7 separate regions of the Mus musculus genome follow, and regions 2, 3, 4, 5, 6 and 7 are each linked to region 1. A link is a contact called in public Hi-C and promoter capture Hi-C data. All regions are on one chromosome and are shown on one strand. Each heading gives the region's core, a stretch centred on a gene start, on an enhancer-like site or on the middle of the called end of the contact. The rest is flanking DNA. Distances are from core to core; before and after follow the strand shown.

Region 1 (3,129 bases), core at 232-2,731:
TACATACTCAGAAGGGGGATGGGGCAAAAAAAAGTTCAGTTCAGCATTTAGCAATCAGTGCCTATGTGGAGAGTTTCCCCGCCAGAGACTTCTTCCTAGATCCTTGCTCAAACAACCTCTCATCTTTGTCTCTAAGAAAATGAGCTGAGAGACAAGGTAAATACACAATGGACCTCAAAGCTGCGCCCTCGCTCTCGCTCTCTCTCTCGCTCTCTGTCTCTCTCTGCCCCTTATCATAAGGCACACAATACCCTTATCACTACTGTCTCCGACTGGCCCGCTGTAGTCTCTCCAAACAGACAGTCGACTTCATAGAAAACGTGACGTTTCACAAACCCCATTGTCTTGCGTTGTGTATCTTAAGAATATGAGAGATTCTTAAAACACTTGTTGAGTTACCGTACACTTCTTTTGGCCCGGGACTGTCTGTCCTCCGGGGACAAAACCGTGCCGAAAACAAAAACAAAAACAAAACTGTCTCACGAACGACAAAGCTGTCCCTAAAGCGACTCAAATGCAACTTGTCCCAGGCAGGCACACTCTGAACTGAAAAAGTTTTAAGCATGCCCACATCCAGGGTTGACCGCTACACAGAGTTTGCATAAGTTGAAGTACCACGGTTGCAAACACTGAGGGGTGAATTCACACCTCGTCCCCGCTTCCAAGTCCCCACCACCCATGCACTAAAAACTTCAGCTCTCGGGGTGAAGTCCTGCTAACAACCTGTAACTTCTTTGTCCTGGGTCCAATCACCCACCCTCCGCTCCGAACCCCGTAAACCACAATTCTCAAGTCCCAGACAGACCTGCTGCGAAGTGCAGGGGAGAAGACTTTCGGCCGGCCATGTCCTTGGCATTCACGTTCGCGGCGTCCACCAACCTCTTCACCCGGGACACGTCCCCATTCCGACAGGCCTCGAGCAGCTCCCGCAGGGCCCCACTCACGGCTGGGACCCCCGGGCCGAGGCCCGCCGCCCCGGCTCCCAAAGTTGCCGTGGAGCCAACTCCGGCCGCCTCGGGACTCTCCGCTAAGCTCGAGCCAGGGGAGGACGGGGAGGAAGACGAAGACGAAGTCGGGGAAGAAGCGGACGACGCGGAGTTGTTCCCGCCGCCGCCGCCGCCGCCGGCTGGGGTGGGAGCGACCCCGACGGCGGCGGAAGCTGCCGGGACCGCGGCCGGAGCAGCCACGGTGCAGACGGCGCCGTCCACCGGGTCGGGAGATCGCGGCCTGTCGGGCGGGTCCCGGCTGCCATCCCCCTCCGGCAGCGCCAGGCCGTGCCGCGGGGAGGCGAAGGGCGCCAGGCCGCCGGCCGTAGGCGAGGCAGGGGTGGGTCCCGGGGCCAAGCCCGGGCTGAGCGGCGGGGGAGGTGGCGGTGGCGGAGCCGAAGCCCCTGGGGCGGGCTGGAGCTGTTGCTGATGATGGTGGTGATGATGCTGAGAGCGACGCGACGCCGCCATCTTCCCACTCCCCCGTACTGTCACTGCGGCAACGGCGCCACCGCCCGCCCTCACTTCCGGATTCTGGACCAATCGGGATCCAACATACCCGGAAATGATTCCTGCCGAAGTGGGTGGAGTCCGAGAGAAGAAGGGAAGTATTGGAAGCTCAGAGAACAACCAGCCTGGGGGCGTGGCTTAGTAGTGGAGCGACGGGCTTTTGTGACGCCCTGGCGGGCTGGCTGGGCAGATTTGAAAGTTGTGGTGAGCCACTACCTGTCTGAGAAACTTCTGCCTTCCTTCACTTTCTGCGGGATTGCTTCGGTCGGCTTCAGTCTTCCCTCGGGTACCCGTCAGTCTGCGGTGTCTCCCTTCAGAAGAAGCTATTAAAGTGTAACTTATGCAAACATCTACCAAACGTCCTCGTCCGAAAATGGAATTAATAGTACCCACCTCACAAAGTTGTTTGCAGGAATGAAGTGAGCTAATGCATACAAACGCTCTGAAGAATAATTATAATTAGCACATTGGGAATATTTTTAAATGCAGTGTTAGATATCTCTCCACCTTACTGTCTCTTTGTACTGTCTCTTACGTCTCATTCTGACACGGGACAGGAGGGAAGGATAAGGGAACTTTATTCTCTAAGAGCATTTGTACTTAATACCGGAGAAAGGAATCCATGCACATACACACTGTCAATAGCTCAGTGTTGGGGTCTGAGAGTCGGATTATTGAATTTATACCCTAATACTGATTAGATCATGGACATAGCTCAGAATTATCTGAACTACATTATCTTTTTCTGTCAGCTTATAAAGGAAAACACACACACACAAACGACAATGAGATCTTTCTCAGGTGCAGGAAGTTCTGCCAGGTGATCAGGTCTGATTTAAGCCATTTTTGACATAACAGTTCATAATGACCTTTAATTTGATGGGCCCTATGTAAAGCTTTGTGGAATTCCTTAAGATTAACAAACCTCAGGACATACAGAACATAACAGGGGATGTGACCAGCATGACCCTTCTCTGAGTCAAACTATTTTTCTATGTCAAAGGCTGGTAGGCATATTACAGCAACAATATGAAATAGCTGGCAAGCATGGAACAAAATGGCCGCAACTATGCTAGTGGGTCAGGAGGACACACCGCTTGGTTTGTCTCTTCAGAGTTAAATCTGACTAAGGATGCTCTGAGAGGCATGCAAGACTCACTGGCATTGGGAGTATGCAAACCTAACTAGACAGAGAATAAGAAGGGACAGGAATGAGCAATGGGGGAGCGGGGTGGGGGAGGGGGAGCACCAGACGAGAATCTCGGAGACTGAGCAGACCACATGACATGAGAGACGTGGCCGTACTCTGGAATGACTGACTTCTTTCTTCTGCTTTGCTAGCGCAGAGACAACAGGTAAAGCAAGTCTCTAAAATGTTAATCCTGTCCTCTCAGATTACAGACACTTTGAAAAGAGCAGTTCAAAAATCTGTCCTGTCTCTGCTCCTTGGCGTTCGTGGCAATCGGCTGCACAAACTCTCATAGTCTGGTGAGAGTTTTCCCTGTAAGTTTTCTCACTCTGTGTATTAGTCTGGGTTCTCTAGAGTCACAGAACTTATGGAATGTCTCTATATAAGGGAATTTATTGTAATGACTTACAGTCTGTAGTCCAACTAACCCAACAATGGGCAGCT
Region 2 (3,129 bases), core at 226-2,725, 1.6 Mb before region 1:
CTGTCCCATAGACACTTCCTTCACAGTGAGGACCTATTGGGAATTGTACCTCCCAACACCCACTGGCCCTCACCCGTCTTTCTTTCATTTTCACTTTGTCAATACTGCACTTGGCATTTTGTGTATCTCTTTCCGCTAAATTGTGAGCTCAAAAATGGGTAAATTTTCTGTTTCATTCATTTTGTTATCTCAGCAGCGCTCAACAATTATATGCTGAATTAGCAGAGCTGGGATGCCATTCAATTGAAGAGCGCTGTATCAAGCAGGTGAGTGGTCCCAGTCTGGGGTTCCATCCTCAAAGCAAGAGGAGACACAGGGGACAACTAGTATACAACGACATCGAGTACCAAACTGCCCTATACGCCGCAGGCTTTGCATACAATCTCTAATAAAAGATCAAGAGGGCATGACAGGGTAGGCCGTACTCTCTTGAGTTCGAGGACAGCCTGGGCTAAAAGTGTGAGGGGCTACAGAAGAGAAGCCGGGTCTCAATAAAACCAAAGGGAAAAATAAGGCTGAAATTTGTTATTTGGGGACTCTGGATTAGCATCCTAAAGAGTTTTTTGCTCTCCAGGTTTTTACATATCAGGTCTATGGGAGAACGAGTCATATTCAACAAGACCAAATGCTCATTAGTACAATGACTTAACCTTAAGAGGTCCAAAACAATTTGCTCAGTAGTGGAAAGTCGGTTGCCTCCCCGGACTCAGTTACCTCTGCCTCCGAAGCGCTATAAACAGCAGCTGGGGCGGAAGAGGCGGGAAAGCCCACTGACGGGACCAGAGGAGGCCTGTGGCTCCGAGGCCCCTTTCCAGGGGATCTGAAGGAGAAAGGAGGCAAGGCTCCCTTTCCAAGAATCTCCCCAACACAACCCCAAGAGAAAGCCTCGTGGGAGAGAGAAACAAGCGTCCGAGATGCGTAGATATAGCCCAGGGTACGCAAAGGGGAGAGGCAAAAGCGGGGAAGGCACGTTACCCTGAGAAGAGCCAGATCTAAGGGTCTTCTCCTCCAGCAGGATGATTTATGGAGGACTGAGAACCAAAGCCCAGGACCCAGGCATCGAGAGAGGCCTCACATTTACTAACTTTATACCAACGGGCGCCTCGGTGCACTTCTGGTCTGGCGACTGCCCTTCCCTGCACTCCGCCCGCGGCCCCGCCCAACCTCTCCCAGCCGCGCCGCCCTCCCACCCACCGCAGCCACCCCGCGCAGCACGCATGCTCAGAGCTGACGGCCGCTGGGCACGCTGGGAAATGTAGTCTCAACGCAGGTGCGGGTGAGTCGCGGGAAATCACAACCCTCCCGCCACCTCTCCTGCCGGCTCTCTCGCACGCCGGGTCCCCGCGCGCTGTCTGCCGTCAGGGCGCGCCCGGAGGCAGAGCCCGAGTCCCCCGTCTTTCCGCTAGCGCGGCTGGGGAGGCGGGGTCCCAAGCCCGGCCCCTCAGGCAGCTCCCCGCCTCCCTCCCGCCCTCCCCGCGGCGTCGGGCCGGTGCCCGAATCCAGGCAGCGGCCGCAGGAGGCGCGGCGGCGGCGGTGGGCGCCGCAGGCGATGCCCCTGCCCCGCTGCTCCGGCGGGGGGCAGAGCGCGCGGCGGCGGCGGCGGCGGCGGGGAAGGAGGCGGGGGGCGGCGGCGGAGGGGCCGAGAGCTGGCGGCGGCGGCGGCGGTGGTCGTGAAGGGCATCGGTGACGGAGATGATGTGAGTGTCGGCTGGCTGGGACCCCCGGGGCTGCCGAGCCGGAGCTGGGCGGCTGGCAGCGTACGGGAATCGGAGCGGGAGGCCTGGGGCGGCAGAGGGGATGCTGTGTGCGCGGTGCGGAGCCGGCCGAGGCCGGAGCGCGAGAGCCGGGCCAGAGTAGGGGTTCCGGGCGGCGGCAGCGGGGGCAGTGCGGACCCAGGGGCGTCTGCGATTGTTCTCAACACCCCTCCCCCATCCCACCCCGTGTGTCTGTTTGTCACTTGCAGCTGAAGATGGAAAGAGCCAGGCGAAGGGGAGGCGGCGGCAGCGGCGGCGGCCGTGGCCGCGGAGGCAAGAATGTAGGGGGCCCTGGCCTAAGCAAGAGTAGACTCTATCCCCAGGCCCAGCATTCTCACTACCCCCACTACTCCGCGTCAGCCACCCCTAATCAGTCTGGGGGCACATCCGAAATCCAGGAGCTAGCCTCCAAACGTGTGGACATCCAGAAAAAGAGGTTTTACCTAGACGTGAAGCAGAGCTCCCGGGGCCGCTTCCTAAAGATAGCCGAAGTCTGGATAGGGAGAGGCCGGCAGGACAATATCAGAAAGAGTAAACTGACCCTCTCCCTGTCGGTAGCAGCAGAGCTGAAGGACTGTCTAGGCGACTTCATCGAGCACTATGCCCATCTGGGCCTGAAAGGCCACAGACAGGAGCATGGCCAGAGCAAAGAGCAAGTCTCCAGGAGGCGGCAGAAGCACTCTGCACCCTCCCCACCGGTGTCAGTGGGGTCAGAAGAGCATCCTCACAGTGTCCTCAAAACGGACTATATAGAGAGGGACAATAGGAAATACTACCTGGACCTAAAGGAAAACCAACGAGGTCGCTTCCTAAGGATTAGACAAACCATGATGCGGGGCACTGGCATGATCGGTTACTTTGGCCACAGTTTGGGCCAGGATCAGACTATTGTCCTCCCAGCACAAGGTATGATTGAATTTCGTGATGCCTTGGTTCAGCTGATTGAAGACTACGGCGAAGGAGACATAGAAGAACGAAGGTGTGGAGACGACGACCCACTTGAACTCCCAGAGGGGACCTCTTTCAGAGTGGACAATAAAAGGTTCTACTTTGATGTGGGCTCTAATAAATATGGAATTTTCCTGAAGGTAAGTGAGGTGAGACCGCCTTACCGTAATACTATTACTGTTCCGTTCAAAGCTTGGACAAGGTTTGGGGAGAATTTTATCAAGTATGAAGAAGAGATGAGGAAAATTTGCAACAGCCATAAGGAAAAGAGAATGGATGGCCGTCGGGCCAGTGGTGAAGAACAAGAATGCCTGGACTAGCGTGAAATTGAACTCCAGCAGGCAGAATTTAGAAATCAGTAATTGGCTAAACGTACTGATCCGTAATCATGATCATTTGAAGAAGTTTCTCCTCTTTTGGGCCCTCT
Region 3 (3,129 bases), core at 221-2,720, 1.4 Mb before region 1:
AATCCCAGAATTTGGAAAGTGGAGACAGGAGGATTAGGAGTTCAAGGTCATCCTCAACTCCAGAGCAGGGAGCCAGCCTGGAATAAAAGAAACCTTGTCTTAAAATAAACAAGGTCTGCAGAGATGGCTGGGGGGCAGCGTACTTTGCCTACAAGCCTGAGTGTGATGCCCAGAGCCCACCTAAAACTGGAGATCATCTACTTCACAAAGTCCATGTACTCACACAACTGACAAGATTTTGTGCTTACTTATTTCAACTAATGACAAATCTGCAGCTAGAGGCAGTTTGGGGATTGCTTCAAGCTGAGAAATTGACAAAACCAACTCAGGAACCATGACGCTGTTGAGCACTTGCGAACAGCAGAAGCAGCCGTACATGTTTCAGACCCAGGAAATAGGGTCTGTGAGCACAGCTTTAAAGGTCTCGGTATCTAGCCCCTGTTATATAAAGATCACTAATTACAGCCAAGGCATCATAGTAGTCACAACAAAGAATGATAAGATGGAATGGCCACAGAAAAATTTAAAAATCATTTCATGGTTTAAAGAGATTAGCTGAGGTTAGGATAAACACAGCTTGGTGGTAGTGGTGCACACCTTTAACCCCAGCAGTTGGGAGGCAGAGGCAAGTGGATCTCTGAGTTCGAAGTCAGCCTGGTCAACAGAATGAGTTCCAGGACAGCCAAGGCTACACTGAGAAACCCTGTGTTGAAAAAAACCAAGAGAAGAAGAAAGAAGAAAGAAGGAAGAGGAGGGGAAGGAGAGGGGGAGGGGGGGGGGGAGGAGGAGGAGGAGGAGGAGGAGGAGGAGGAGGAGGAGGAGGAGGAGGAGAAGAAGAAGAAGAAGAAGAAGAAGAAGAAGAAGAAGAAGAAGAAGAAGAAGAAGAAGAAGAAGAAGAAGAAGAAGAAGAAGAAGAAGAAGAAGAAGAAGAAGAAGAAGAAGAAGAAAGAAAGAAAGAATGAAGAATGTGTGCTACTCTTACAGATGCCCTAAATTTGGTTTCTAGCACCATATACCACCAACTCCAGCTCCTGGAGAGCCAATACTCTCTTCTGTCCTCCCAAGGCACCTGTACACACGTGACATAAACGTAAATACATCCTTTGTTAAAAGTTATCTTTCTGATATAGACAGAAAGGGTCTGAGATTCAAGGCTACGCAATGAATTACTGCTAAGAGTAGAAATTTACTCAATAAATATTTAGTGCATGCTCTAGGGTAGTGAAAGGTTGAGGGAAAAGCCCAACAGTCTCAATGCCCTGTGCGGAGAGAGGTCCAAGGCGAGAACCGGATTCCCCAAGGGCAGAGTGGGCAGGAGGACCGGGGGAAGGATGCAAGGGGACCGTTTCTCCGCCGGGCCGCGCGAGGGCGCTGCTCCCCTCCTCGTGCGCCGGGCCCGGCGGCGCCGCCCACTCGCCTTTTCCCGGCGGAAATGCCGGGGCGATGACGGAAACCCGGAGGGAGGGAAGAGAAAGAGCGAGAGGGCCGTGGCCAGAGCGCGGAGAGGCCTGCGGGTGGCAGCGGGCGGGCGGGCGCCGTCGGGCCGGAGCCGAGCCGAGCTGCGCCGCGCTCTGCGCTCCGAGCCGTAAGCCCTTCGCCGCGCCCCAGGCGCGTGGCCGGGGCCGGGCGGGGCGGGCGCTCCCGGAGGCCGGGGCCCGCGGCTGCCCGCTGGGCTTGGGCGGGGCGCGGGCTGCGCGCTCCGCGGCTCGGTGGTCCCGCCGGGGGCCGGCGGCGGGGGAGGCGGCGGGGACGCGCGGCTCGCCGCCATGGACGACAAGGCGTTCACCAAGGAGCTGGACCAGTGGGTGGAGCAGCTGAACGAGTGTAAGCAGCTGAACGAGAACCAAGTGCGGACGCTGTGCGAGAAGGTAGGCGGCCCGCCGCGGAGGCGCGCGCAGGGGTCGGGGGGGGAAACGGGCCCTGGCCCCCGGCTGGAGTAGGGGACGGGGTGCGGGACCCCACCCCACGCCCCGAAAACCAGGCTGCTGCAGTCCCCGGGCTCCACGGACAACTGCCCTGAAAGTCGTTAACACCGAGCGGTGGTTAGTGTGGCGTCGATCGCTCGCAGGTGATCCACGGAGTGCAAGGAGCTTTTGTTTGCACACTAGTGGGCGTGATGGCAGGCCGAGCCTTCTCCCAGCCTGGGTTTGGCGGAGGCAGATGACTGAAGGCTGGTCTGGGCGGCCGAGTGGCTATGGAGAGGGACGTCTTTTTCAGGAAGAAGACAGCAGGTGCTGAATTTGGAAACGGTGCTTACTGGCAACGTTAACTGGGATAGGTGCTATTTAGAACCGGCCACGTTACAGAAAGTTACTTCCTTTTTTTTTTTTTTAACCCTGTGTATCCCTCCCGACCCCACGCTATAGCTTGCAGGTAATGGATTAGGTAATCCCTTTTTGATCGTGTCTTCTCAGCTTTCAGACATGTGTGTGTATCTATTGGTTTATTAACCGCTAGGTTTTTGGGTTTTTTTTTTTTTTTTTTTTTTTTGCTTATATCATCTTATTTAGAGTCTTTTTTTTTTTCATTCCTCTTTTTTATTGTGGGCTAACTCGCTTCCCCATGTTCAAGAGCCCTGCGAGAGAGTAACGGAGCTAAGTATTCAAGTCAGAGTCTACATTTTTTTCCCCAGAAGTTAGGATCCTACCAAAGGATTTTGTTTATCCGTCTGATAACAGGCACTCCTTACTTGGGGTGGGGAGTGATAGATGGCTCTTGGTGCGCTTTTCAAGTTGACCAGGGCCTTTGTGGGTTGAATAAGTACTTAGCACAGGAGAGTTTCTTTCTTCTAGTAGAGCCGTGAAGAAAAGGGTGTTTCCCTCAGAAACTGTTTGTGTATCGTCTCAGTTAGCTTTTATTTATCTTGTGTGATAACCTGTAATTTCGTTAAGTCTTAAAGGTAACCTTTTAGGTGATCTCTCTCAAGCTGGAGCACCACTGGGCTGTCCAGTTTGGAAATTGAGTCAGTCAACCTTATTGTAGTTGTGACATCCAACCTATAAACCAAGAGGTGGCGAATCCGGCTAGGTGTTTCCATTTGACTTTCTGATAATTTTAGGATCCACTCTTACAGAAGGTTGTACCATGGCTTTGAAGTATCACACTGAAGTCTTAAACTCTTAGGAAGGT
Region 4 (3,129 bases), core at 168-2,667, 1.3 Mb before region 1:
AGAAAAGAAAAGAAAAGAAAAGAAAAGAAAAGAAAAGAAAAGAAAAGAAAAGAAAAGAAAAGAAAAGAAAAGAAAAGAAAGAAAGAAAGAAAGAAAGAAAGAAAAAGAAAGGAAAGAGCTGGAGAGATGGCTAAGCAGTTAAGAGCACTGACTGCTCTTCCAAAGGTCCTAAGTTCAATTCCCAGCAACCACATGGTGGCCCACAACCATTCATAATGAGATCTAACGCCCTCTTCTGGTGTGTCTGAAGACAGCTACTGTGTGTACTTACATATAATAAATAAATCTTAAAAAAAAATCAAAACCACCTCCAATTAGTCACTGATCGTCCTCAATAAATCACAGTGCTCTCAAATGTAAAGATTTTAACAGTACTGTAAACTCAAGTATCCCCTTACTTTTATGTTCTACAGAAGGTGATTAACTGATAAGAACTTTTTAGACTATGGAATGGTTCAAATGTTGCAGGTCCAGAGCCTAACCATGGATTATTATGGGCTTTAATTAGCCCACTTAATAGTCACTCATTGTTCACCTATATGCCTGACCTAACTATGCCTATCACATGGAACCTACACAATATATTAACTTAGCCCACAACCTTCTACCAATCCAAAAGTTTATTTTGTGAGCACCTGAGCCCTCTGCGAGAGGTTTTCCTACACGTTGCTGTAACTCATCTCCCTGATGGACCTACATATATTTAAGGTGTTTTGTGACATTTTTTTGGCTGTTACAATAAAAACTTTTGGAACCGTGGAACCGAGAATTTGAAGTAACCCAAATCCGTATTCTCAGAACACCACGGACATTTAGATTCGATTCCAAAATAAACTCTGACCTGCTCTGGGGCAGAGCGCTGTTTTTTAGGCTAACAGTACCTACAAGTCGTTGTGGCAGTAGTGGAGAGTGAGATTGCAAACAGGGTCTGACTTAGAATAAGATTCTCAGAAATGGTACTTGGGGACTCCCTTTCATCCATTCCTTGATCATGACACAAAGGCTTTCACCTGAAACATGGCTCAGCTATCAGCTTATTTACTTCCGGCTCTCATTACTCTTAGAGGCGAAACAGTTCCTATCTGTCCCTGCGCTTCTCACTCGGGTCCCTTTCCAAGCCGACCCTGGCCAGAGATCAAGAGAACTTTTTCCCGCGGAAATGGAGGCGGTTCCGGAAGAGGGGCGGGCGCGATGGATTCTGGGGATTGTAGTCAAAAGCGCGCGGAGGTCCGCGCCGCTCAGGTGACAACACTCCAGCTGGGAGCACCGAGAGGAGAAAGGCAACACTTACCGAGACTCGGGATCCCGCGCCGGAGCTCCAGACACAAGAGAGGGAGAGCAGAGAGCAAGAAAAGGCCCACGACGCCACGAGAAGCCATGGCGCGGAGGGCTCGCTGGGCGCAGTGCCCGCCCCTTCCGGCCGTGCCTTCCGCGAGCTCGCCCCGGAGGCCTCGGGCTGGGAGGAATGGAGGGAGGATGCTGTGCCCTGAGGCTGGGGCGCGGGCCCGGATGCGATTGCTCAGACGGCGCGGGTCATCTCCTTCGGCTGGGACGGTCCCTGTCCTGTGGATCTGAGGCTGGTCACGATGACAGTGGCTTATCAGACTGTGCAGGTCTAAAAGATGGTGCTCAGAAGACTGAAATGACTTAAAAGGGGCGGTTGACGCTGCGAGGCCCGGTGGCCTTGTGTCCCTTGGGGGTAACAGGGCGTTTGGTTCTTAGCTAACTAGTTACTAAGCATCTTCTCTTCCTAACAGGTCCTGCGGGAAGCTTAAAAGTGGGGTCTGCTCCCTAGTGCCTGTTCCTGCCCCACACCCGCGTGGAGAGTTCCCTAGACCTGCCCCCCACTCACTGTTCTCCCTGTCAATGCCTACACGTGTTACAGTTATGACTTAACGTTGGCCTCACAGTGACTTCCCTGCCACTCCATGACTCAGCTCTGGTAACTTAGAGTTCAGGAATGGAGGGCCTTCCCACTGACAAGATTCCCAACTTGGCAAGTCCTCAACCATCAATACCCCCAGTCGCTCTTCAGTTTAGCTTAAGTTCCAAGTATGTGTAAGTTACTGAATTTGTCCTAAACAAACTCAGCCCTGGGATACATGTCCTGTACAGAGACTATCTGATGTCTGGTGCCATGATAGGAATGTCTGTATAGAGTGCTACAGAACCACGTTCTGCAGTGTGGAGAAGAATTTCCTGAGGAGATAGTGACTAAAGTGTGAAGGTTTGGAGTTTGGACTTCGGACACTTTTAACCACAGCACTAGGGAGGCAGTGGCAGATGGATCTCTGAGTTCAAGGCCAGCCTGGTCTACAGAGTGAGTTCCAGGACTGCACAGAGAAACCCTGATTGAAAAAAACAAAAGAAAAAAAAAGTATACAGAGGAGCGTCCAAGACCTTGGAACAGTGAGCCCTAAATGGGTGAATATGAAACCCTCCCCTTAGGGAACCCCAAAGGAGCAGAGGCAGAAAGAGTAAGAGCAAAAGGGATGAAGGGCACGGAGAAAACAAGGCCCTCCAAAGCAAAAAAGATCGATAAATATGTGAACTCAGTGAACTGAGGCAGCATGCACAGAGCCTGTGTGGATCTTCACCGATAAGCTCCTAGAGCCCAAAGAAGTAGACAGCTATCCCCATCCTTAATCCAGCCACTATCTCCAACTGATAACCACTTGAAAAAGTAAATTCTCTCTCCAGGGAAGGCTCACTTGAAAAACATTTGCGATGGTAGACTGAATGGCCAGCAGTGGATGGCCAATACAACCTTAGAGGTTCCTGCTCTTGAAATGTCATGTCAGAGTCCTGCCTTTTTTTTTTTTTTAACCTCCTTTTACCCTAAAGTTCCTTTGTGTATATATTATGGCTTCCAGTTTAGTGTTTTTATGGCATTCCCAAGTGTGCCAACATGAGGCTTTGATTCTTACACTCTCTCTTGGGCTCTTCCCCTTCCGTCTGTTTTCTCTGATTCTGATGTATTAGTTCTATTTTAATTATCCTTTAGAAGCCTGTTTCATATTGACAGGAAAGGTGTGGATCCAGATGGGATGAGAGGTGGGGAGGACTAGGGGGAGGAGAAACTGTAATCAGGATATAATATGTGAGGAGGGGAATTTTATTTTATGTATA
Region 5 (3,129 bases), core at 455-2,954, 1.3 Mb after region 1:
ACTGACAGGACTCCTAAAAGAGGTGGCCATTCGAAGATGTCTCTACGTGCTTTTCTAGATAAGGTCCCCTCCCCAGTCAGTAGAGAACAACCACATTCCAGGATCTAAAGAGGAACTCTCGGGTTTACTAAGTTTACATGGCCCTCTTCCCCCTACCCCCCAGCTTAAAAACCAACTTAAGCTCTAAGCAGGAGACGGGACCAAGCTGCTGTTTCTTGGATATGAAAATATAAACAAAAGACCTACAAAGCTTCCCCTCACAGGTCTACTGTGAGCAAGGCAAACTCCTCACACAGGCTACTTCTCTACCAACACCAGGGGTACAAGGGAGCAGCACAGAGGGCGGAGGAAGCAGGATATGAGACAGGCAGGTGGAGGAGGTTCCAGGAGCAAGAGATCCTGCAGGTAAGAAGAGGTGACCACCTCGGGGGCAGCCGGCCACCAACTCGGAGTTGGGCCGTCGCTGGGCCTCCCGATGCCGGTGCCCGCGCCGGGCTCCCGCCACGCCCACTGAACGTCACCCGTTACACAACGCCCCCCCACCCAGCTTATGCAATTCTGCCCTCCCGCGGCTTCTAATTGCCCCGGTGACTTTAGTGCACGACCAAGGTAGACACGGTATCCCCCGAGCTCCCGCCAAGCCCGGGGATGCTCGCCCCCACCCCGGCTGGGGCTCCCGGCCAGAGTACTGAGGGAAGCCTGCGGCCCCCACCCACCCCGCGCCCAAGCTCCGCGGCCCCAGGTCCCCGCTGGGCGCGCGCACGAGGGAACCTCGCATCCGCGCCCCTCCCCGCGCCGCGTCACTTGCAGCTCCCAGGCGATCCCCACCGTGACCGAAGCACCCCGGGGCGCCGCCCCCTCCCACACTCGTGATCCCCGCTCGCCCGGCCCCACACCGCAGCCCCGCATCACCTGCTCGCAGGGCGTCGCAGGCGGCGGCCAGGGCCTCCCGGTAGCGCCCTTCGTGCAGCAGTTCCCCGAGGCGGCCGGCCGCCCGCGCGCGCTCGCGCTGGCCCGGGAACCACTTCTCCGCCAGGTGGTTGAGCACGACGCTGGTTCGGAAGTCGGCGATGGCGGCGGCCAGGGGCGGCGGCCGCGGGGTCCCCTCCGAGGCGGCGGCGGCGGGTGGCAGGCGGTCCCGGCACAGGCGGCAGCGGGCGCGCAGCTCCCTCCGTAGGCAACGGCGGCAGTAGCTGTGGCCGCACGGCACGGTCACCGGCTCGCTTAGGAAGCCCCGGCAGCTCAGGCAGCTGAGCAGCCCGGCCGCGCCCGCCGCGGGTGCCGCGCTCCAGCGCAGCCCGTGGCGGAGCCGGTAGCTGAACACCAGGCAGTCCACTAGCGACCCGAGGCGCTCGGGCCTGGCCGGGGCCCCGCGGCGCAGCGCAGCCGCGAACGCCTCCAGCGCTCCCTTCAGGTGGCCGCCCAGCGCCAGCAGCTCTCCGCGGCGGAGCAGAAGCTCCCAGCGCCCCGACTCCGCGCCCGCGCGCTCCAACCGCTCGCCGCCGCCGCCCACTTCCCACGGCCCGTTCCGGCTCCGCGGTCCGCCGGACGCCTCCCGATTCCCGCCCGGGGACGCCCTCGCCACGGCCGGAGAAGACATGGCCCGCACAGGGCTGCTCTGCCGCCGCCGCCCGCCGCCACGGTCCGGGAACCTCCGGGGCGCGCGGCTCCGCACGCGGCCGGCGAGCAGGGGGGCGTGGCGCGCGGACATGGCGGGGCGGCGCGCGCCCGGGGAGCCCCTGGGGGCGGGGCCTACAGAGGAGGGGCGAGGCTTAGCGAGGCGGAGCGGGGCGGGCCTTGGCTTCTGCGCCCGGCCTCCCGACATGCGGCCGGCCTCCTAGTTCACCAGAGCTGGCCGGCTGGTCCCGCCCTTTCTGAGCCCCTCCTGGAGAGGGACGTGAGATCAGATGATCCCCAGCGGGGATCTAATTGGCTTCTCTGACGAGGAGGGCTTGGCTCGTGACTGAACAAAGCCCGAAGTCTCCTGGGCGGCCTTCGAGCTGACACCTCTTGTAACCGAGGTCCATCCCCAGGCCTATAACTTGGGCGCTGTGCAGTTCGTATGTGCACCAGCAGTGCTGTGACCCCAAACCTGCAGCACCTGAGTAGGTACTCCGACTCCTCCTGGCCATAGAAAGGAAACTTTGGGTGGGTCTAGATGCCCTGGGTTACGGCCGGCCAGAACAGGCAAAGGGATTGTGAATGCACGGTGTGATTACTTTGAGACTTAAAACTGAAATCTGCCAACTTTATACACACACACATTCCACGTCCAGAGACCACTTCCTTTGGTTAGTGCTGACTTGTGATAAAGTTTATTAAGAGTTCAAACGAAGAAATGAACTGTCCAAAAGAAGCCCGATACTTTGTGAGTGACCTTTAAATTTTAATTTAAAAAGTGCAATACACCAACCCCCCCCATTAAACTATTAAATAAACAAAGCACACCTTAGAGAGTGAAAGTCTCCAGGTTCCTCAGATGGGCTCCACAACCTTCATACACACGAACCCACAGTTGCTTAAAGGTTTTTAAATGAGAATATAGAAGAAAAACATTTTCCCTGTGGCAGAAACCAGATCACTACAATGCAAGCATTCCGCAGCTTTGTCGACTGAAGACAGTTTGGCTCGTATGTAATGGATTCTAGTTCCTTTAAATGTGACAGCATCCAGTTTAATATTCTCAATGGAAATATTTATAGGTTTGATTACAGAGTACTGGGTGGAAAATGTAGGAAGAGATTTAAGGCTTTTGGTTCTTTTTCAAATACTTGGTAACAGGAAAGGAAATATATTTGTCTGAAATCATACAGTCAGTATTACAAAGAGATTTTAAGATCTTCTCACGGTGATAATATCGTATATAATGTTTAATCAACAGTTATCTTTCTTCAATTTTTTTTACACGAGGTCTGCAAACACACGAGATCCTGCTTACACAGAACAGGTGACAAAGGTTTGAAAGCGTCTTTCTGCTACACAATAAGCAAACCTCAGAAAAGAAAGAGGGCACAGGAACAAAGGGCTAGAGAAAGAAGAGTTGACTTAAAAACAAAAGCAAAATCCCGGGCTCCTGTTCCAGACAGTCCGGAAGCAAGGTGCAGCCAGGCAGGGAGCACCTCCTTCTCA
Region 6 (3,129 bases), core at 267-2,766, 1.2 Mb before region 1:
ATTGGAGACATGAGAGTGAGAACAGCCACAGGGATCTGGAGAGTCCAGGGCAGAGAGAGAAAGTAGTAGATTGACCATGTGTAGCAGACTGGGCTTTGCCAGGACTGTCTACAAGAAACGGGAAAATGGCCACTGATAGAAAATAGGGGAAGCTTATTGAGAAAAGCAGCAGCAGGAGCGGAGAAGAGTGAACAAGAAGAATGAGTAATCGGTGGGCGGGTGGGAAGGGCCAGGGGACTGGTGAGCAGGCTTTGAAATGTATAAGTGCTTGTAGGGACTGAGGGAGTCTGGAGGCTGCCGGGCTTGCACCTTGTGCTGACATGTTAATTGGAGAGCCATAAGTCACTTTTGCTGGAGGAAAGGGAAATGAGTCATTTTCCTAGACAGAAACTAGAGCTTCACAAGTTCCGGAGGAATGCCGCCGTCTTTTGTCAGTTGTTAGAACTCCTCGTATAGTCCAGATTAAGTTAACTAGTGGATCTTCGGACTGTCATTTGAAGTTTGAAGAATTGGACTCTCCTTTGGACCTGACAAAAATTTAGTTATACAAAGTTAGTTTCTGCATCATCACTAGTATCCTATGTTGGGGGGGGGGCGGGACATACAAAACTAAGACCCAAAGTAATTAGTACTAATAAACTACAGCTATGGGATATTTAAATACTGGATTAGGCTGTACAAACAAGGATAGTTGTAGGGTGCAGGATGGGCCAATTATTATTATTTGTTGTTGTTGCCAAATATCGCACCCACATCTTATATTGTCCCCCAAAAAATCAAAGACAGGTCACAGGTATGAAAAGAGCCGGTGTTCGAAGCGCAGAAGCTGAGCTGTAAGTTTTGAGGTTGAAGTCCAGAAGTTGAATTCTATGTTGAGTTTGCCTTTGCTAGACTGTCCCTCCCACCCCCAAGCCCCCCGCCACTTGTTAAAGGTGGTTCTGGTGAGTGGTATTTGAAATAAAATAAAAAAGCTTGGCATGGAGCAGCACTTGGTAGGCCGAGGCAGAACGATCTCTGCAACTTTAATTCAAGTTCCAGGCCAATCAGGGCAACACAGGAAGACCTTGTCTCAAATAACCAAAACCACCCACCCTCCAAAAAATATGACAGATTTATTGGTAATGTTGCCGGTTGGGTTAGACTCCAGAGCCGGCTGAAGGAGCTGCTCCGACTTTGTGCCAAGAAAAGCGGCTTTCCGTTCTTCCCTAGAGCAGAGCTGGTAGAGTAAACGTGGCTACCGGCAGCCTTTGAGCGCGCTCCGGTCGTCATGGAAACTCGGGGCGGAGCACGCCGTGACGCAGGCGCCTTTTCGGAGCGGCGTCGCGGTGGTTGCTGGGAGCGAGCGTCCTAGCCGCCGCACCAGGAAGTGGAGGGCGGGGCCGGGGCTGTGTCGCCAACGCCACCACCACGGCCGCCTCGGGTTCGACCCCCTTGGCAGGTCCGTGTTGGGCGTGCGCGCCGCGACGGCGGCGGGGGGCGGGAAGCGGGCCCGCGGTGGGCGGGTGTGTGCGTGCGTGAGTGCGTGCGTGCGTGCGGCCGAGGCGGAGGCTGGGAGGCGGCGCGGGCTGCGGGCGCTGAGGTAGGGACTGCGGCGGCGGGCGAAGGGGGACGAGTCCCGCGTGGGACTCGGCTGCCCCGAAGCGGGACGCGTCTTCCGAGGGGACGCGCGCGTGGACGCCACGCCGCCGAGCCGTTCTCCAAAGCCGAGCCCCCGAGAGGAGGGGCTCGCCCCAGCCAGCATTGTCTTTTAGGCCGGACGTCCATACAGCAAACTTTCGGGTTGGAAAGCGGGAAGGATTCCGGGTGGGCGAGCGGATGGTGCCGACCGCTTCTTGGCCACAACCACAGCAGCCGAGCTCATCCCTGTGTGGAGTTGGGGGGACCACCATGGCGTCCCCTCCCGACTGGCTTTTCTAATGCTGCTTTAAACTTTTTGAGGTTGTGAGTTTTCGGAGGAGTCGAGAGGTATTTTCCCGATCGAACTCTGCGCTCCGTTTTCCTGATGTGCTCCGGTACTCGGGGGCGAGCCGTGAAGCGAGAGACAGAGTAGACAGACAGGCTGCTGGAAGATTGCAGATTCTGGGGTAGGAAAGAACTGGACAGTGGAGCCTGAAGATTTGAAATGTTAGTTTTCCGGTAGCTATCCACCGTGAAACGTACCAGCTCTCGGTCGTAACATCCTGTTCGGGGCTTTTGATTGACCAGATTAATGTAAAGTAGACGTGGATATAGTTTCTTTACCACCCAGGTTAGCCCTAAGATGTGCACTGCAGTACAGATGTTGGTTGCAAAAGGAGGAAAAGTTAGTTGGAACTCCGGAGAGTAAACCGCTTGCTCTGGGTGCCTTTGTTGGTATCATCATATAGAGAGGTCTCTCTTATTTCAGAAAGCTTTGCTAGGGTTCCAGGGCTGGGACACATGACTTCTTACTTAGTTGTGCCACTTCTATTCAGGTTTTATGTGTTAAAATTAGCCATAGCACTAATGCTTAGTCTTTCAGACTTGTGGGCATTATGTAGTTAGGTTTTTCTAAGTTGTACAGGTTTGATCTGTCCTAAAGTCTTTATTTGACGTCCAGATTAGTCATCTGACCTTATGAAGTAAAATGTTCCTGTTTTAGGAGTTGCAAACTGCCTGTTTCCTCAGTCTTCTCACGTTGTGAATTTTTTCTTATTTTCATGCTTTCCCTACTCATACCTCTCTCACTTGCATATTAAGTTAATGTTAATTTCTTACCTAATACAACCAAAATAACAATTACTCTTGAAAAAAAATCTTTCATAAATACTTCCTCACTTTTAGAGTTGAGCCAAGTATGTACAACACTGATAGTGCCCCATTCCCCAGACCTAGGAGGAAACTACATTTAGAGCAGTTCTGTAGATTATTTGCTCAAATGTTAGGAATTGAAACTGGGAGGAGCAGATGTTTTACTCTTAGACCAGGGACTCTTCGACTCTTCTTACATAAAGTTCACAGTGAGTTTTCCATATGAGTGCTTTTTTTTTTTTTTAAATCCCTTTGGATCAAGATTGAACCTGTCACACTGCCACTTGCCTCCAGCAAGCTATATCTCCAGTCTCCATCTCCCTGTTATTTAATCAAGGAACTCAGTGTGTGTGGAACCAG
Region 7 (3,129 bases), core at 410-2,909, 1.2 Mb after region 1:
CCGGACATAACAGAAGATAAGGCTTTTATCGCTCAGAGGTAGGAGCTTTCCAAACGGGGCTTTGGAGGGTAAAATAGGTGAGGTTATAGGGGCAGAACATAAGCATGACAGGTTCCTCACAATGACCTCCTGAAACAAAGGCGCGATTGCAAGGTGGTCAGAACAACAGGTAGTCATAACAAGGTAGCCATAACAATCCTTTTGAAACAAGGTAGGGCTGCAGTTACAGGATGCTTATTAACATTTTGAAACAAAGGCATGATTGCCATTACCAGAACATGCAGTACAGAATTGTTCGTAGTTAAGGTTACAGGCAGAGCATAGCCCGATCCTTGAGAAACAGAGATTTAATCATAAACAAGAAGAACCTAGTTTGTATTTTATAAGATGCCTTTGAAGCCTAAAATGAACACAGTCTGGTTCTTCAATTATCTCCAGGGTTATTTCTTAAATGTGTATAAGGCCCTGGGGTAGGATCTGGGGATGCAGAAGTGATACATCACCCTACTTCTGTCTTACAATTTAGAAAGAGGAGATGTAACTAATACATAAACATAACACAATTATGACATGATGATGTTGGGACCCCCTGTGGGGACAGTGGGAAGGAAGGACATAAGCCTCCCGAGAGAAATGAGATCATTTTGAGGAATTACTAAATCAGAAAAGGATGCTGTTAAGGAAAGAACGTTCTAGAGTAATTTCAGACTCACTTATGTTCAACAGTAGCAGAGACAATGGATAATGACTAGGAAAGATATCATCAGGATGAAAGTTCATTCAGGAATTACATGCTATAAATAAAATATTCCTTCCATCAAAAAAGAGCAAGGGATTGCCATCTGTCTGAAATTGTCTAACTATGTTAAGTAAAGTTTCTAAGGCTCATTTGACTCCTAAAATGTTATTTCTACAAAAACACAATTACTTCAAAATCAGCTATACGCATGACTAAATGCAGACAATTGGTGCTTATGAAACAGTGACTCATACCCCCACAGTGTCTCCTAAAAGCTGACTGCTCGCCAAAGCTGTGTCGTTATATATAGACGCACCAGTGCTTACAAAACCCATTGTTTTCAAGCCATTGCTGGAGCACAGCTAATTTCCAGAACAGAAACATATTAACTTTGCTACCAACAGATGGCAGTAATGGCTATATAGCAATGTTCCAGCTGGAGAACAGATTGGCAAGGAGTTAGCTCTGTCTTCTTGCTCCTGTACATGTAGAACCAAGGGACTTTATTGGCATCATTTGCTCCATTGTCTTTGTTTGGTTGTTCGGTTAGTTTTGTCTTTTCAAGACAGGGTCTCACTAAGAGCTCTGGCTATCCTGGAATTCACTCTGTAGTCCAGGCTGGCCTCTGATGCACACAGATCTGCCTGCCTCTGTCTTCCTAGTGCTGGGATGAAAGGCATGTGCCACTATGCCTGGCTTAGTAGTTGTCTATTTTTAAAGACGTCCACATATGTAGTCTTGGAGACAAACACAATTTCTGAAAGGATTCATGTGACAGTTAACCCTGTCAATTGGACTAAGTTAGAGATACCTAGAGGATTAGCAACCTAGTGTGTCTGTGAGGGTATCTCTAGAGAGGCCTGATACATGAGAGAGAGACGTGTGTGACATGGCACCATCCAATAGGCAAGGGCCAAGATGAGGTGAAGGTGAACACAGGAAATGACTTAGCTCTTTCAAGTTTCACTCTTCCTGATAGATATCCTCCATCTGATCTTATCTCTGGGAGACATCACTTCTTACAAGATCTGGTTTGTGGGTACATCACAGTTTACTTCTTCATGACTCAAGAGTCCCAGCATGACTGTCATAAAAGAACCAGACAATGTTTTCATGTTCTCCCTACCCTGCAAGTCTCACATCATCATTTGCAAAGAAATGCACGGATTCAAAAGGAGGGCATATATGAGACACTTCTTAATGGATGGTCCAGAGATTCACAGACATGTTTGTAGAGACACCACAAAGGCCTATGTATGGTGTGTGTGTGTGTGTGTGTGTGTGTGTGTGTGTGTGTGTGTGTGTGTGTGTAAAGATAAAGACATAGTGTATATGTGCCGTTGAACTCTCATCTTTTCCTCTATCCTCTAGCCTAAATATGAAATCATCAATGATGCTGGACCAAAGGGAGTCCAGGTATCACCGAGATGCCAAACAGAAGGGTACCTCCACATTCATGGTGGAGCACATCATCGACTCTTCACCAGCTACCTGCATGTTAAGGAAGATATTATCTGGAGTGCTCTACATATGGCAAACACCAATGTGTGCTGATTATCGAGATCAGCTGGACAAGCAGTGAGAACCCTGCTCATTAGGCCACAAGAGTAATCCCGAGGGGGTAAGAAAAAAAACCTCACCAGCCCCCTGAAAGTATAGGCTATTATTAATTCATCTTTACCTTGTAGGATGAAATTCTGTGTCTGACTTGCTATGTGCAATCAGAGAAACCCTAAAACAGTGAGTAAATTCTCGAGGCCTGAGACCACATGGCACCTAGTGCGGTGTGCCCTGAAGGAGGTGGACCTGGGAGCCAAGTTCCCATGCTCATCTTGTTAGATTCTGACGTTATTATATTGTTACAGAATGTAGTGACATTATTATATTATTACATTCTTTGATCAAAATGTTCACACTTCTCAAGGCTGAACACTATAATCAAAGCTGAAAAAATGACCCAAAGCAGCTTTTAGAGTCTATTGATGAGTTTGATCGGGGCAGGCCATATTCCAAGGGCTGCTTAACATAGGTATGAAGTCAAGGACAGGAAAGGTATGGGGAGTCCACTTGAAGCATACAAAGAAACGGGAGTGAGCCGTTCCAACTAGGATCCATGCTATTACTGTCTGAACTCTGCATGCTGACAGTTTTCAGAGAGCAGAAGCCCTGAATTTTACAAAGTGCCTATGAAATTCTTATTATTTTTTTAAAACCTTCTCCCTTCTCTCCTGTTGACTACTTGGGATTTTCCTGCATGTTACACATTGTTTCCCAAATCAAGGATTCCAGCAGAGTTATGATGTCACTCTTCATCACTCACCAGGCTAAGAAACAATCCAAAAATAAGAAAAACGAACAAATGAACGAAAGTCCTAAATTGGGTACTGCCA

What was found. Promoter capture Hi-C pulls out the DNA fragments that hold promoters and counts their contacts. Hi-C and Micro-C count contacts between places; a contact is called where the count stands out from the background. Capture Hi-C pulls out chosen DNA fragments and counts their contacts.
Region 2: a contact with region 1 is called in a Hi-C map of muscle stem cells, with 4 times the contacts expected there. The contact joins the promoter of Purg here to the promoter of Tnks in region 1. A contact is called at or near these places in 4 of 39 promoter capture datasets (the HPC-7 cell line, fetal liver, hematopoietic stem and progenitor cells and 1 more), 5 of 484 Hi-C or Micro-C datasets (CD4 T cells, erythroblasts, muscle stem cells and 2 more) and 2 of 9 other capture datasets (adipose tissue and liver).
Region 3: a contact with region 1 is called in a Hi-C map of muscle stem cells, with 4 times the contacts expected there. The contact joins the promoter of Ppp2cb here to the promoter of Tnks in region 1. A contact is called at or near these places in 2 of 484 Hi-C or Micro-C datasets (CD4 T cells and muscle stem cells).
Region 4: a promoter capture Hi-C map of liver shows a contact between it and region 1, with 3 times the contacts expected there. The contact joins the promoter of Ubxn8 here to the promoter of Tnks in region 1. A contact is called at or near these places in 1 of 39 promoter capture datasets (pre-B cells), 1 of 484 Hi-C or Micro-C datasets (CD4 T cells) and 1 of 9 other capture datasets (liver).
Region 5: a promoter capture Hi-C map of pre-B cells shows a contact between it and region 1, with 2.7 times the contacts expected there. The contact joins the promoter of Lonrf1 here to the promoter of Tnks in region 1. A contact is called at or near these places in 3 of 39 promoter capture datasets (the C10 cell line, the HPC-7 cell line and pre-B cells), 2 of 484 Hi-C or Micro-C datasets (CD8 T cells and embryonic stem cells), 2 of 115 datasets of contacts at active chromatin or transcription factors (astrocytes and extraembryonic endoderm stem cells) and 2 of 9 other capture datasets (adipose tissue and liver).
Region 6: a contact with region 1 is called in a Hi-C map of B cells, with 7 read pairs. The contact joins the promoter of Gtf2e2 here to the promoter of Tnks in region 1. A contact is called at or near these places in 4 of 39 promoter capture datasets (the C10 cell line, the HPC-7 cell line, HPC-7-derived erythroid cells and 2 more), 2 of 484 Hi-C or Micro-C datasets (B cells and regulatory T cells) and 2 of 9 other capture datasets (adipose tissue and liver).
Region 7: a contact with region 1 is called in a Hi-C map of the G1E-ER4 cell line, with 10 times the contacts expected there. The contact joins the enhancer-like site here to the promoter of Tnks in region 1. A contact is called at or near these places in 1 of 39 promoter capture datasets (pre-B cells), 1 of 484 Hi-C or Micro-C datasets (the G1E-ER4 cell line) and 1 of 115 datasets of contacts at active chromatin or transcription factors (pro-B cells).

What each region holds. Positions count from the first base shown.
Region 1 is chr8:34,964,209-34,967,337 of GRCm38.p6, forward strand. It overlaps Tnks (tankyrase, TRF1-interacting ankyrin-related ADP-ribose polymerase), which reads right to left and starts at 1,482. Exons shown (of 27, transcript NM_175091.3): 1 at 806-1,482. The coding sequence starts at 1,457.
Region 2 is chr8:33,384,367-33,387,495 of GRCm38.p6, forward strand. It overlaps Purg (purine-rich element binding protein G), which reads left to right and starts at 1,476. Exons shown (of 2, transcript NM_001382855.1): 1 at 1,476-1,697; 2 at 1,964-3,129. The coding sequence starts at 1,970. The coding sequence ends at 3,022. It overlaps Wrn (Werner syndrome RecQ like helicase), which reads right to left and starts at 1,161. Exons shown (of 34, transcript NM_011721.4): 1 at 976-1,161.
Region 3 is chr8:33,598,151-33,601,279 of GRCm38.p6, forward strand. Ppp2cb (protein phosphatase 2 (formerly 2A), catalytic subunit, beta isoform) reads left to right here and starts at 1,471. Exons shown (of 7, transcript NM_017374.3): 1 at 1,471-1,868. The coding sequence starts at 1,767.
Region 4 is chr8:33,640,559-33,643,687 of GRCm38.p6, forward strand. It overlaps Ubxn8 (UBX domain protein 8), which reads right to left and starts at 1,418. Exons shown (of 8, transcript NM_178648.2): 1 at 1,292-1,418. The coding sequence starts at 1,379.
Region 5 is chr8:36,247,655-36,250,783 of GRCm38.p6, forward strand. It overlaps Lonrf1 (LON peptidase N-terminal domain and ring finger 1), which reads right to left and starts at 1,705. Exons shown (of 12, transcript NM_001081150.2): 1 at 913-1,705. The coding sequence starts at 1,600. It overlaps Gm35712 (a long non-coding RNA gene), which reads left to right and starts at 252. Exons shown (of 4, transcript XR_870368.3): 1 at 252-405.
Region 6 is chr8:33,730,551-33,733,679 of GRCm38.p6, forward strand. It overlaps Gtf2e2 (general transcription factor II E, polypeptide 2 (beta subunit)), which reads left to right and starts at 1,517. Exons shown (of 8, transcript NM_026584.3): 1 at 1,517-1,579. 1700104B16Rik (a long non-coding RNA gene) reads right to left here and starts at 1,937. Exons shown (of 2, transcript XR_004691281.1): 1 at 1,239-1,937; 2 at 1-527.
Region 7 is chr8:36,192,587-36,195,715 of GRCm38.p6, forward strand. Gm35520 (a long non-coding RNA gene) reads left to right here. Exons shown (of 4, transcript XR_870363.2): 3 at 2,111-3,129. Among named protein-coding and RNA genes, the nearest start is that of Gm35520, 5.7 kb to the left of the region's middle. Within about 2 kb of position 1,660, at least 45 of the 459 cell types and tissues checked have an H3K27ac peak or open chromatin away from gene starts, as enhancers often do. A contact at or near this core is called in the G1E-ER4 cell line, where this site is marked.